3 separate regions of the Mus musculus genome follow, and regions 1 and 2 are each linked to region 3. A link is a contact called in public HiChIP or PLAC-seq and promoter capture Hi-C data. All regions are on one chromosome and are shown on one strand. Each heading gives the region's core, a stretch centred on a gene start, on an enhancer-like site or on the middle of the called end of the contact. The rest is flanking DNA. Distances are from core to core; before and after follow the strand shown. Region 1 overlaps Rbms2 (RNA binding motif, single stranded interacting protein 2). Region 2 holds the start of Coq10a (coenzyme Q10A). Region 3 holds the start of Shmt2 (serine hydroxymethyltransferase 2 (mitochondrial)).

Evidence for each region. HiChIP or PLAC-seq counts read pairs in DNA pulled down with a chosen protein or histone mark. Capture Hi-C pulls out chosen DNA fragments and counts their contacts.
Region 1: a contact with region 3 is called in an H3K4me3 HiChIP or PLAC-seq map of bone marrow-derived macrophages, with 5 times the contacts expected there. The contact joins the enhancer-like site here to the promoter of Shmt2 in region 3. A contact is called at or near these places in 1 of 39 promoter capture datasets (liver), 2 of 115 datasets of contacts at active chromatin or transcription factors (bone marrow-derived macrophages and embryonic forebrain) and 1 of 9 other capture datasets (macrophages).
Region 2: a contact with region 3 is called in a promoter capture Hi-C map of adipose tissue, with 5 times the contacts expected there. The contact joins the promoter of Coq10a here to the promoter of Shmt2 in region 3. A contact is called at or near these places in 11 of 39 promoter capture datasets (the C10 cell line, the SN4741 cell line, cranial neural crest and 6 more) and 1 of 9 other capture datasets (adipose tissue).

What each region holds. Positions count from the first base shown.
Region 1 is chr10:128,148,389-128,152,299 of GRCm38.p6, reverse strand. It overlaps Rbms2 (RNA binding motif, single stranded interacting protein 2), which reads left to right. Exons shown (of 13, transcript NM_019711.2): 2 at 945-1,117. Among named protein-coding and RNA genes, the nearest start is that of Gm51821, 25 kb to the right of the region's middle. Within about 2 kb of position 2,414, at least 263 of the 459 cell types and tissues checked have an H3K27ac peak or open chromatin away from gene starts, as enhancers often do. A contact at or near this core is called in bone marrow-derived macrophages and liver, where this site is marked.
Region 2 is chr10:128,367,327-128,371,792 of GRCm38.p6, reverse strand. Coq10a (coenzyme Q10A) reads left to right here and starts at 2,813. Exons shown (of 5, transcript NM_001374700.1): 1 at 2,813-3,095; 2 at 3,640-3,786. The coding sequence starts at 2,956.
Region 3 is chr10:127,519,494-127,523,935 of GRCm38.p6, reverse strand. Shmt2 (serine hydroxymethyltransferase 2 (mitochondrial)) reads left to right here and starts at 1,492. Exons shown (of 12, transcript NM_028230.4): 1 at 1,492-1,648; 2 at 2,821-3,018; 3 at 3,519-3,598; 4 at 3,765-3,965; 5 at 4,225-4,306; 6 at 4,425-4,442. The coding sequence starts at 1,616.

The sequences.
Region 1 (3,911 bases), core at 1,165-3,664, 630 kb before region 3:
CTATACTACAGGGCACCCTTTTCCCAAACAGGGTTATTGTATTCTTATTACTCCTGGCTGATAGGTAAGATAGCTATGCATTCTATTCTTTTATAGTAGAGGAATTCTTATGGATTTTATAATTATTTAATTTTGTTTGTTTGTTTGTTTTCAAAACAGGGTTTCTCTGTGTACCCCTGGCTGTCCTGACACTCTCTCTGTAGATCAGGCTGCCTTCAAACTCACATAGATCCACTTCCCTCTGCCTTACAAGGGCTGGGATTAGAGGTGGGATTAAAGGTACCACCAATGCTCTGCTAAATAATTTATTGTGTGCATTTGTGCATTCAATTGTGTGCACATGTGAGTGTGTATGGGCATGCACAGTGCACATGTGGAAGTCAGAGGACAACTTCTAGGAGTCTATTTTTCTTTCTTCCTTTCTCTCTCTCTTTCTCTCTTTCTTTCTTTCTTTCTTTCTTTCTTTCTTTCTTTCTTTCTTTCTTTCTCTCTCTCTCTCTCTCTCTCTCTTTCTTTCTTTCTTTCTTTCTTTCAAAGATTTATTTATTATTATATCTAAGTACACTGTAGCTGTCTTCAGATGCACCAGAAGACGGTGTCAGATCTCATTACAGATGGCTGTGAGCCACCATGTGGTTGCTGGGATTTGAACTCAGGACCTCTGGAAGAGCAGTCAGTGCTCTTAACTGCTGAGCCACCTCTCCAGCCCAGGAGTCTGTTCTTTACCCCCATGTGCATCAAACTCTGCTCATTACGTTTGGTGGTAAGCACTTTATGCATTGAGCCAGTGAGATGACCTATCTTCTTATTCTTTTTAACTGCTTTACTCCCCTTTGAGTTCATTGCTGTTAATGTTTTGTATCTATTTCCAGGATGTCTTCTTCAGTCTCTAGTGTGTAAATGCACAGTCTCTCTGACCTTCTGATCTTCGTGTCTCCCTGCAGCTATATGTGGCTCAGCAAATGGCACCTCCAAGTCCAAGGAATAGCACCCCCAACAGCAGCGGCGGAGGCGGCGGCGGGAGTGGTGGGAACGACCAGCTGAGCAAAACCAACCTGTATATCCGAGGACTGCAGCCAGGCACCACTGACCAGGACCTTGTCAAGCTCTGTCAGCCGTGAGTTGCAGCCCCAATACAGAGGCTTCCAGGGATAGCACGGATTCCCAGGCGCTGGCTTCTTGCCACATGCTCTTAGGGAGAATTGCAATAGTATTACACTTCTACCCCACAGTCACAGGCACATTCCAGGGCGCTCACGTGCCGCTCTTTTGAGTTTTGTTGTTTTGAGTCAGCATCTCATGGATCCTAGCCTGGTTTCAGATAAGATCAATGTAAGGGAGAAAGGGTTTCTTTGCGCTCAGAGCTTGATCTTCTCCTGGGAAGTCCAGGTGAAGGAGCTTGAGGAAGCTGGTCATGTCACATCCATGAAAGGGAAACGGCTGCTTGCTGCTGTGGCTCAACTCCCTTTCTGCATTTCCTAGTCCTGGATTCCAGCCCAGGACCTCAGTGCCACAGTGGTTAAGGCCCTCACAGGCATGCTAGGTGCCTGTCTCCCAGGTACCTCAGATTCTGTCAAACTGATAATTACCACTGACCCTGACATAGTTTGACAGAAATATCCCCTTCATCTCCATGGGGTGAATGTATTTTTTTAAAGCAGGGTATCATGCAGTCCAGGTTGGACTTGAACTCCTTGTCCTTCTGTGTCTACCTCTGGGGGTAAAGGCATTTCCCACCCTACCTGGCTATAGCAGCTTTTTATTTTATTCATTCATTTTAATTTCTAATCCATCTTTATTTGTATGCATGTTTATGTGCTTGTGTGAGTTTATGTGCACCATATGTATCTGCAGCCGGAGGGCATCAGATGCTCTGGAACTGGAGTTATAAGCAGGTGTGAGCCACTTAATGTGGATGCTGGGAATTGAACCCAGGTCCTCTGGAAGAGTAGCCAGGGAGTGCTCTTCACTGCTGAGCTATCTCTCCATCTGTTCTTGTTTGTTTATTGAGTCGTCCATTCTGTTGTTGAAAGTATTTGTATTGTTGCCAGTCTATGGCTATTATGAATGCAAACTGTATGACAGAAACTTACCCCTTGGTGTGCGTGCATGCCTGTGTCAAAATCAATCAAAGAAGCAGGGCTATAGTGGCGCCCAACTTTAATCCCAGCACTTGGGAAGCAGAGAAGACAGGTGGATCTCTGAGTTCTAGGCCAGCCTGGTCTGCAGATGGAGCTACGGGACTACACAGAGAAACCTAATCTCAGAAATAAAATAAAATAATAAAATAAAATAAAGGAAGAAACAAACCAGTCAAACAAAAATGTTGGAGTAAGTGCAGGGAGAAGGCATGGGTTGGGTGGAGCCTGATAGAGGAGAGGGAGGGGCCCAGCCTATCTGAGAAGGGCGGGCTCTCCTGCTCAGAAGGACTTCCTGCCAGTGTCCCCGGGATCTCTTCCTGGGTTGCTGGATCCCAAACTCTGGTGGGCCGGAAGGGGAGGTGTGGCCTGGGACTAGAACTTCTGGTTCTCTGGAAGGGGCTCCTGTGGAGGAGGAAGCAGCACTGACCCAGCTGTTGCCAGCTGCAGTGGAAACTCTAGCTCAAAGTCTCAGGCTGCTGGGCTGCAGCAGGCTCCACCCTGGGGCCTTGATGGGGATAGCAGCTCGAGTGTCCTCTGGCCGACAGTCATTCCTTATGACTCTTTGCCTCAAAAGACCCAAGGACCACCAGTCCCCGCCTCCTTTTTCTTTTCTTTCTTTCTTTTTTTTTTCTCTCAGCCTCCAGGGCATTCTCCAGCTTATTTTGTCTAATCCTCTGGGTTCCGAAGCTGCACTGAAAAAGCTGAAGGGAGAGAGGCAGCCAGGGGCAAAAACAAACTAATCAGGCATCCATGTTCTTTAGGAATAAGAGGATAGATTTTTTTTTAATGCTTTCTGGAATATTAATCTCAAATTTAGTTTCTGCCAACTGTTTCTCTTCAGCCCTTGAATTTCTGACTTTGTTCAGGGCTGCTGTTCTGTCTCTGACATTTTCACACTTCTGGGATACTTTTTCCTTGTAGGATACTTCTGACCCAAGATCTGTACTGCTTCATGACTAGAGCTCTGCCAGCTGTCCAGGCCTCTGCTGCCAACAGGGTTTTCCAAAAAGCTGGAAAACACAAATCTCATCAAATACAAAGTGAAAACTTGTCACAGACTAATTTAACTCATTCCTAAAGGAGACAAGATGGAAAAACCAGGTCAAAGAGCACGAGGAGATACTTGTTGGCACTGAAATGTTGGGATAAGGTTGCCGTGATGAGGCCAGAACATAGGAAGCCACGGGACTTGTCTGAGATCAGTTGTACTAGAAAGTAGCAGAGTTAGGATTTGAGCCGAAGACATTTGGATCAGGCTGGCCTCATCAAGGGACCAGTAGAGCCTTGGGTGTAGGGGTCAGAGGAAGCATTGTCGTGATGATGATTTAAAGATTTATTTATGTATATGAGTACACTGTAACTGTCTTCACACCAGAAGAGGGCATTGGATCTCATTACAGATGGTTTGAGCCACCATGTGGTTGCTGGGAATTGAACTCAGGACCTCCAGAAGAGCAGTCAGTACTCTTAACCACTGAGCCATCTCTCCAGCCCCTTATTATTTTTAAGATGGTCATCTTTAATTGTATTATTTATGAGTGTGAATATTTTGCCTGCATGTATGTCTGTGCACTGTGTGCATGCATGCATAGTGCCCACAAGACAGTTATGAGCCACCATGCGGGTACTGAGAATCAAAACCAGGTCCTAGTGTACTTAGCTGCTGAGTCATCTTTTTGGGTTTATTTTTATTATTTTTAATAGGATGAATGGTGTTTGTCTAAAAGAAAAGTAGAATCAAGAATTATTTTTGCGAGCCGGGCGTGGTGG
Region 2 (4,466 bases), core at 1,564-4,063, 850 kb before region 3:
TGGTCAGTAGGTAGAAACTTAGAAGTTTCAGCTTAACTGTGTATGGTGGCAAATACCTTTAGCCCCAGCATGTGGAAGGCAAAGGCAGGCAGATCTCTGAGGGTTTGAGGCCACCCTGGCCTATGTAGGAAGTTCCTGGACAGCCTGGGCTAAGTAGAGAAACCCTGACTCAAAACGAACAAATAAGTTATAGTCAAGTATGGCAACACAAGCCAGTAACCTCAGCACTCGTGAAGCGGGATATCAGGAGTTCAAGGTCAGCCTTGCTTAGTTAAATTATGAGTTTGAAGAAAGCCTGGCCTATATGAGACCTTATCTCAAAACCAAACAAAAGGTTTTATTTTACTTTTTATGTATACGAGTGTTCTACCTGTAGGTATGCCTACATGCCAGAAGAGAGCATCAGATCCCATTATAGATGGTTGTCAGCCACCATGTGGTTTCTGGGAACTGAACTCCGGACCTCTGGAAGAGCAGCCAGTGCTCTTAACCTCTGAGTCATCTCTCCAGCTCCCAAACAAAAGTTTTTTGTTTGTGTTTTTAAAGAAAAGTTATGGCAAGTGTCTCTTTTTGAAATGTTTGCAGCCCAGGAAGTATAACACAACACATAAAACAAGGAGAAGATATACGATACATGCTTATTTTTATGAAATCCGGTATTCAGAGCAGTACTGATATGGGTTCAGTCAAGAGAGTCTTCCTGGAGGAGGTGTTCTGAAGTCAGTACTTAAAAGAAGTTATTGGTGTAAAATGTCAGGAGGACAACAAGAGGTGAGGAGAATGAACTAGGGAAGGATTAAATGGGAGTAATTAGCTATTTAATTACTTGGAGAACAGCAAGCACATTGGTTTTGTAGGGCTCCTGGGCCTTAGGGCTTCTGAGGCAGTTAACTCTGTTAAGGTGGTGTTAATGAGGTCACAGTTCAGCCATATATCCCAGTTAACTTCCCTCTTTTGCCCAACCTTACTCCTCACTCCGAGCAGCTGTCTCAGACGTCAGAGGAGGTGGGTTCAGACTAGAGACTGAAGCTGGAAGGAGTAGGCTGCCCTTCAAGGTCATACGCAGAAGGAACACCACCTTTGAACTGGAAGGAAGGGAAGGGACGTGGGAATGAGGACACAGCAGGCTCTCTCTGAAGAGCTTGGAAGGAAAAGTGTTAGAAATGCACTCATTCTGCATCTGGAGGTTTCATGCTCTCGTGTGTGTGTGTGTGTGTGTGTGTGTGTGTGTGTGTGCATGAGAATGAGTATGTGTGTGTGCATGGTGTGTGTGTGAGAATGTGTATGTGTGTGAGTGTATAAATGTGAATGTGTGTGTGTGCATGAGAATGTGTATGTATGTTTATGGTGTGTGTGTGGGTGTGGGAGACGCACATGTGTGTTGTGTGATGTGTGTTTAGCTGGTTCTCTCCATGGGGGCGGGGGGGGGGGGGGGAGTCCTGAGGATTGAATTCAGAGCAAACTGGGTGGCAAGCACCCCTACCCACTGAGCCATCTGGCTAGCCTCGTCTTGACTCTGAGTCTATGACCTTATTTGTGTAAAGCATTTGACTTGTATCACAATGTAGCTTTGATTGCCTGTCTTCTTCCTGCCAGCACATTTCCTTTGTCAGGCAAAGCTCGAATCAATGTGGGGAGCTTTAACCCAGCGTAGGGAAAGCAGAGCTTGCTCTGTGACAGTCGGGAGAATTTTGCTTGCTCTTGCACCCGTCTAGGCTAATCTCTTTCTAATTTGTAGTTTATTTCTCTTCTCTCTTTTTCCTTTGGTCATACTTTTCCCAAGAGCGCTTGTTTTTTCCTTGAATCCTGGGACGTAGTATTCACCTTTGGGCTTTCTGCCTGTGATGTCTCGTCCTCCATTGAGTACACATTTTTCCCCGACAGTGATGGTGCTTTTTTCTAAAAGTAAATTTTGGCTAGTAGTAGCTCACACCTGTAATTCCAGCAACTGGGAAGTGGCAGCAAGAAGGTGCATATGAGTTCAAGGTCAGTGCAGGTTACAGAGCAAGATCATGACACCCCAAAGCCCTCCTGGAGAGCATGCATGTCTGTAATCTCAGCAGCTAAGAGTCAGGACGATATCCAAGAGTTCCAGGGCAACCAAGCTTATATAGCGAGGGCGTCTCAAAGAACAAACAAACCATGTCTTATGTTTGGTTTGGTCTGACAGTAGGGCTTGCTTCTTGTTTAGAGCTGGCTACTCTAAAACTGGGTAGGTAGCCCAGGCTGGCCTGGAACTCGTGGCAACCCTCCTGCTTCTGCCTCAGACTTCTTTCCATAAATATTAGGGAGGAAATTCTGCTCCTAGGGACGTTCATGAAGGAGCACTGCAAATTCAAGGCCTGAATTGTCTTGTCTCGAATAACGAGAAGGGGAGGAAGGGGGAAGGGCGTGTAGATCTAGGAGAGATTATACAAGTCAGCCCAGAACTTGCAAAGTTAATATCCTTTTCCAAAGACATAAACCGGCAGCAGGCACTGCAAAGGCCAGTAGGATGAAAAGAGCCTCTCCTTCTAAAGGGCTCTGAGAAACGTTCCTCTGGACATCGACAGCCATCTGCCGTTGACACGCCCACGACGTCGCCTCTGCGTCTACGTATCAGGTCCTGTGACCACAGACTCGCCAAGTAGTTTGTGCCAGGCGATCTCGCTCCCCCGAGCCATCTCTGCAGCTCCTCCGACACGCACCCAGCGCCCTTTCTTTCACGCCAGAGGTGTCAAAGAAACTACATCTCCCGACAGGCAGCGTTGTCCCTTCCTTCCTCGCGCTCCCTCCTCCCGATCCCTGGCAACGGCGTGACGTGAGGGGACCCAGAGCTGCGGTCACCGCTTCAGTGACAGCCTATCCGGCGCGCGGGCCGGAGCAGGGCGAAGGCAGCCGGAGCTCGCGCCGCCCTTCCTGCCCGGCCTCCCCTACAGCTCGCCGCCGCCGGGAGTGCCAGGCAGGGGCGCGCGCATGGCCTCTGCGGGCGCGCGGAGGCTCCCGGCCCCGACGCGCGCGGCCGCCCGGAGCTGCTGCGGCTTCTCGCTCTGCCGGGGCGCGCGCTCCGTCCCGACCCCGCCCCCGGGCCCTCCGCGGCCGCCGCGTCCAATGAGGTGAGAGGCAGGCACAGACGTCCGCGCAGGACCGGAGGGGGTCGCCCGGCACCCCGAAGTTCAGCGGTGGAGGGTGGCAGCCCTTAGACGGCAGGCCGGAGAAGGGCTGGCATTGGTGGTGCCCTGGGAGTTCGAATGGAGTTCTGGAGATACGCGTACAAGCTAGATGCTCGGGGCGGGTGCGTGCCAGCCACTTCTTGGCCTTCGCCGGCGTTCTGGCTTTGATGTGCCTGGCCTGACCCTGGCGTCAGAGATGCTTCAGTTTGCTTGCAGCAGTAGTGTTGCCTCAAAGGCAGCTGGCACTTAGGACGTGCCCTTCTTTTTCCCATCCCCACCCCTGGCCCTGTCCTCAGCCGCCCTCGACCTTTCGCACTCGTGACTGCCTGGCCAGCCAGCCCAGCTAGCTGCAGCAGGTGCTAGGGGCAGAAAAGCTTGCCCGAACCAACGACCTTCCTCTGTGATGCATCCCTCTTCCCCTTCACCTGAAGTGGTTGAATACAAAAAAAGAATCGTGACGCTGCCTCTCCTTTCTTTTTGGCGCTAGGTTTCTGATTTCCTGTAATCTCTTCTTGCCTCGCGCTGCCCAGGCCTTGGCAGCGGAGGCTGGCCTACCTCATAGTCGTTCCTTCATGGGCTTTGCTGCCCCCTTTACCAACAAGCGAAAGGCTTACTCGGAGCGTAGGATCATGGGGTGAGCATTCCTTTTTTTCCCCTTCAAATAAATAACCATGTACCAGTAGTGGGTAAGATTCATATTGGGCCACTTGTCTCCCCAGCAACGTTTTCGCTGCCAGCCTTTCAACCTAAATTTCCCACCTTAGTTGTTCTGCACGTGTATTAGTCTAGAATTGTGTTACATCATAGAAAGGTAACCGACTAGGTAGTACAGCCTGTAATCTAAGCTTGAAGCTTCCACGGACTACATAGCCAGAGCTGCATCATAGGTATCTCACACACACACATTTTGAGACAGGCTCTCACATAGCCTAGGGTTGGCCTTGAACTTGATATACAGTCAAGAAGACTTTGAACTTATATCTTGCCTCCACCTACCTCCCTAGAGCTGAGATTATAGACATGTGCCACCATGCTGCTGTTTTTCTGCAGTGCTGGGGATTGAACATGCTAAGAAACCACTTATTACAGGACTTAATTAAGTCACAGCTTTTTGTTATTGTTGTTTGAGCCAAGGTCTCAAGACATACCTCTGGGTATCTACCTTGGAACTATGTAGTCTAGGCTGGGCTAAAACTCAGAGATCTGCCTGCTTCTGCCTCCTAAGCACTGGGACTAAATGGACTTTACTGGCTACCAGGATGTCAGGCTTTTGTTTTATTTTGATAATCGGTATCATTATTTAGACTTGGCTGG
Region 3 (4,442 bases), core at 243-2,742:
GAGGCAGAGGCAGGCAGAGCTCTGTGAGTTTGAGCCAGCCTGGTCTACACAGAGAGTTCCAAGACAGCTAGTGATATACAGTGGAACCCTGTCTCCAAAAACCAAAAAACAACTCCACCCCACCTCCCCCCAAAAAAACTGAACCCAAAAACCACCACCAAAACCTGACTCACAGGGCTATGTCTCTGTCTCTGTCTCCCTCCTTCCCTCCATCCATCCCTCCCCCCTCCCTTCCCCCCTTCCCCCCCTCCCTCCCTCCCTCCCTCCCTCCCTCCCTCCCTCCCTCCCTCTTATCTGGGTATAAGAGAACAAAGTGAAGTGTTTCGTGTTGTCTGGGTCACTATTAGTGAGCCCCTTGTGTCTCCAGGGCTAAGGCATGGCTAAATGTCTACTGAATGAGTAAAGGTATAAAATGGCTATCAGAGGCCAATGGTTCTCAAAACCACTGCTTCCTGGAATCCCCAAGAGGTTTGGTTGTGTGTCTCTGAGCAGAGGCCTTAAGAAGATGTCCTCAAGCGGTGGTGGCGCACGCCTTTAATCCCAGCACTCAGGAGGCAGAGGCCAGCAGATTTCTGAGTCCGAGGCCAGCCTAGTCTACAGAGTGAGTTCCAGGATAGCCAGGGCTACACAGAGAAACCCTGTCTCAAAAAACAAAAACAAAAAACAAAAACAAAAACAAAAAAACAAAACACAAAACAAAACAACCCCCCCCCCAAAAAAAACAAAAACAAAAAAAGAAGTGGGCGACTGCTGGGGAGTAAGGGAGATGTAAATAAGAAACGAATGCAAACCGTGTGAGAAGAGGAGGGATGGCTACTCTGCTCTCACCTGACAGCTGGATAGACACAGAGGAGGCAGGCTGTGAGTCAGGGGAAGAGGACAACCCACCGGAGCCAGCGTCCGAATGCGAAGTTTCATTTAATCCCTTCTACAAGCTCTTTGTGTTGGAGTGGGCAAAGTGTGACAGGCTCATCTGAGGTCCACTGTCCTCTAACTTCACATGTAGCTGAGGCTACTAGCCTTGACCTTTCAATCTCTCTGTCTCCACTTCCCTAGTACTGGAATGACAATGTCATGGTTTAACATTGGAAGAAACGGAGGACTTTGTGTTGTAATCCTAAAGCAAGGATTTGAGTCTTTTACCCTTTCAAACTATATCTGCTTTCACTGTGTGTATTTATCTTCTAAATATGTTTTAAATCTCCCTGAGAACCATATGCTAGATATGCTTGGTAGGCATAAACCACACGAAAATAAACAAACAAACAAACAAACCAAAAAGCGCTTGCCTGGAAAACCGGAAGGAAAAACAAAACAGAAACTCTGAAGAGCTTCAAGAAAGGACATGGAGGAGCTTTAAGTCTAAGAACTTTTCAGGCAAAGCTCTCCATACCGGGACTTGTATAGATGGGAAAGAGCAAAGTAAAAAACTACAATTCCCAGAAGGCAATTTTTTAAAAAAACCCAGTACTGCGCATGCGCAGGGAACGCCTCTTTCACTCGAACTTCACGGGGGCAATTTTCTCGCGCACGCGTTCTAAGAGCAGCTGGTTTTCGACCCCGGTACTACACCGATACAGAGTTAGTGGCTAGTCCTCCTGTGCCTCCTGTAGCGATGGTATCCTTCTCTTTGCTTCGGACCACTCGGGTAAGAACAGGGTTCTGTTTACTGGATGATCAGTGGAAAGGCCCACCCAAAGTGGGGTTCTCCTGGCTCCTTGCTGCACGTGTTCTGGGGCCTCGGGGAACAGATGCTTAACCAGGAAATCCCTGAGACAGCACATGTGCGGTGGCTGGGCCCCTAGTTCTGGCGATCAGACGACCTAGGTAGGGTCTTGTAGTCACCCAGTTGACACGACTCTTAAGGTAAAGGTCCGCAGACGCTGTGTTAACAATATCCTAGCAAACAAGTGGGGTTCCCGGCTTCGATGCGCTAGTTGAATTTTTCCCGCCAGCTCTGAGCTATGGAGATGATGCAACCGAGCCTCAGTACTTTCATCACGCAAGGGTCCTGCTGCTGTGTGGGCAGGAAGGAGGTAGCGAGGTGCTGTGTGTGTGTGTCTGTGAGTGTGAGATAAAATTAAGATTTTGGGCAAACACCTTCAGCCTACCCCAACTCCCGCCAGTACACAACTCTTTCCAAGAACTGCTTAAAAGTCTATCCTCCTACTTTTTAAAGGTTGCTCTGGAAACCACCCTTTAAAAGCCTCTGGTGTTAAGCCCTGTTAGCTTGGTATCTTCTCTCATGGAGGTATTCATGTCCGGAGGCCCTGCAGGAAGTCCACCTCTTATGTTTATGAATATTTTAACTGCACTGTGTGTGCACTGCGTGCATGCCTGGGTACCCACAGAGGTCAGAGGAGGGCATCAGATCTCTTGGAACTGGAGTTACAGATGGTTGTTAGCTGTTTTGTGGGTGCTGGAAGATGAACCGCTGTCCCCCACAAGAGCAGCCAGGACCTTAGGATGGTCATTTTGTTCCTGTGTGTGGGGAGACTCTGGAATCGCAGTGTCTCTCACCTGAATTGGAGGGACATGGGCTTCTGGGGCACAAGCTTTGCTCTGTGACTTTGCAGAGTCACTCAGGGTGATTAGGGATGCGTTGTGTTAGAGTTGACCAAAACTGCCCTTTGGATAATGATCTGAACCTTTGACTCTAGAACTTGCTATTCAAGATGAAAGTGGGGGTAGAGAGCACTGACTGCTGGCCGGACCAGGCTGCGTACTTAGCCAGAGGGCTCGATCTGTACCCATGACTGAGGGCAGCTGGGAGAAGAGATCTGGACAATTTTTAATTAACCCTGGCCTTTCTGCCCTGAGCCTCTGCAGAGATGTGGTCAGCTGGTCTGCATGGCTGCCCGGGCCCAGCACAGCAAGGTGGCCCAGACGCAGGCTGGGGAAGCAGCTGGAGGTTGGACGGGCCAGGAGAGTTTATCAGACAGTGACCCTGAGATGTGGGAGCTTCTGCAGAGGGAGAAGGACAGACAGTGTCGCGGCCTGGAGCTCATCGCCTCAGAGGTAGGACGTGAGGATATGGGTCAAAGAGCGCGAGCTACGGTGCGCGCAGGGAACACCACGTCACCTGCGGTCACGGTAGTGACTTCTCCACGCCTCCCTGTCAGATTCAAAAGAGCTTTTTCCTGGGCCTTTTCCCTCTTCTCTATACTGTCCTCTGAAGCATAAGGCAGGACCAGTTTATGGGGCTTGAGCATTGGGAAGCTTCTAGAGCCATGTAGCGTCCTCATCTCTTCCTTAACCTCCTTCTCTCGTCAGAAGAAAGAGGAACCTGGAAGCACGGGTTGAGTGGACAGGCGGCCCTACTGGGGCCACCCGTCATGGCAGCCGAGTTTCTGAGAATGTTGCTTCTGGTCCCGCCCCATGTCTGGCGAGGAACACAGAGCCTTTGGCGTATCCCGTCTCACCCCTGCAGCCTGTGGGCTCTGGCAGGGGCGGGGCCGTGGGAATCCAGGGGAAGGGAGACCCCATTGCCTTCTGACACTGCCCCCCCACCACCCCAGAACTTCTGCAGCCGAGCTGCGCTGGAGGCCCTGGGGTCCTGTCTCAACAACAAGTACTCGGAGGGTTACCCTGGCAAGAGGTGAGGCTAGACCAGAGGGCTGGAGGGCAGCAGCAGGGATGGCAACCCCAGTGGCGGAACCTCCCTGAGCCCCGTTAGTTTTACTGAACAGCGGCTGCCCAGTCCTTTGCTGCTGGTCAAGGGTGCTCTCTCTGCGCCCTTACGTACGGTCCGTCTTCCACGGCAGATACTACGGAGGAGCGGAAGTGGTGGACGAGATCGAGCTGCTCTGCCAGCGCCGGGCCTTGGAAGCCTTTGACCTGGATCCGGCACAGTGGGGAGTCAATGTGCAGCCATACTCAGGGTCCCCAGCCAATCTGGCTGCCTATACGGCCCTTCTGCAGCCTCATGATCGAATCATGGGGTTGGACCTGCCCGATGGGGGCCAGTGAGTATGAGTGGGCGGAACGATGGGTTTGCCGGCAGCGAAGACAGGAGTTAGTGAGTGAATGAGTACCTGTCAGGTCCGGTGAAGATGGGCCACACTGTCCCATGTTACACTGAGCACCTAGCATGGGGTGGCCAGAGGGGAACGCGGGGGGGGGGGGGGGGGCGGTGAGGCGAGCTAGAACCAGTGTTCTGGGACAGGTCTGCTGGGTGGCTGGTTAAGTCAGGCTACATCACTCTGAGATCTCCCTTCTGTCTAGTCTCACCCATGGCTACATGTCTGATGTCAAGCGGATCTCCGCCACATCCATTTTCTTCGAGTCTATGCCCTATAAGCTCAATGTAAGTAGTGTTCCAGGGGCTGGGCACTTGGCCCCGATGGTCCGCTCTCCTCGGCCAGTGGGAGGGGCTTGAGCTGCCTCTAGCTCCGGGCCTTAGCTGGCTATCTGTCTGTGTCCAGCCCCAAACTGGCCTCATC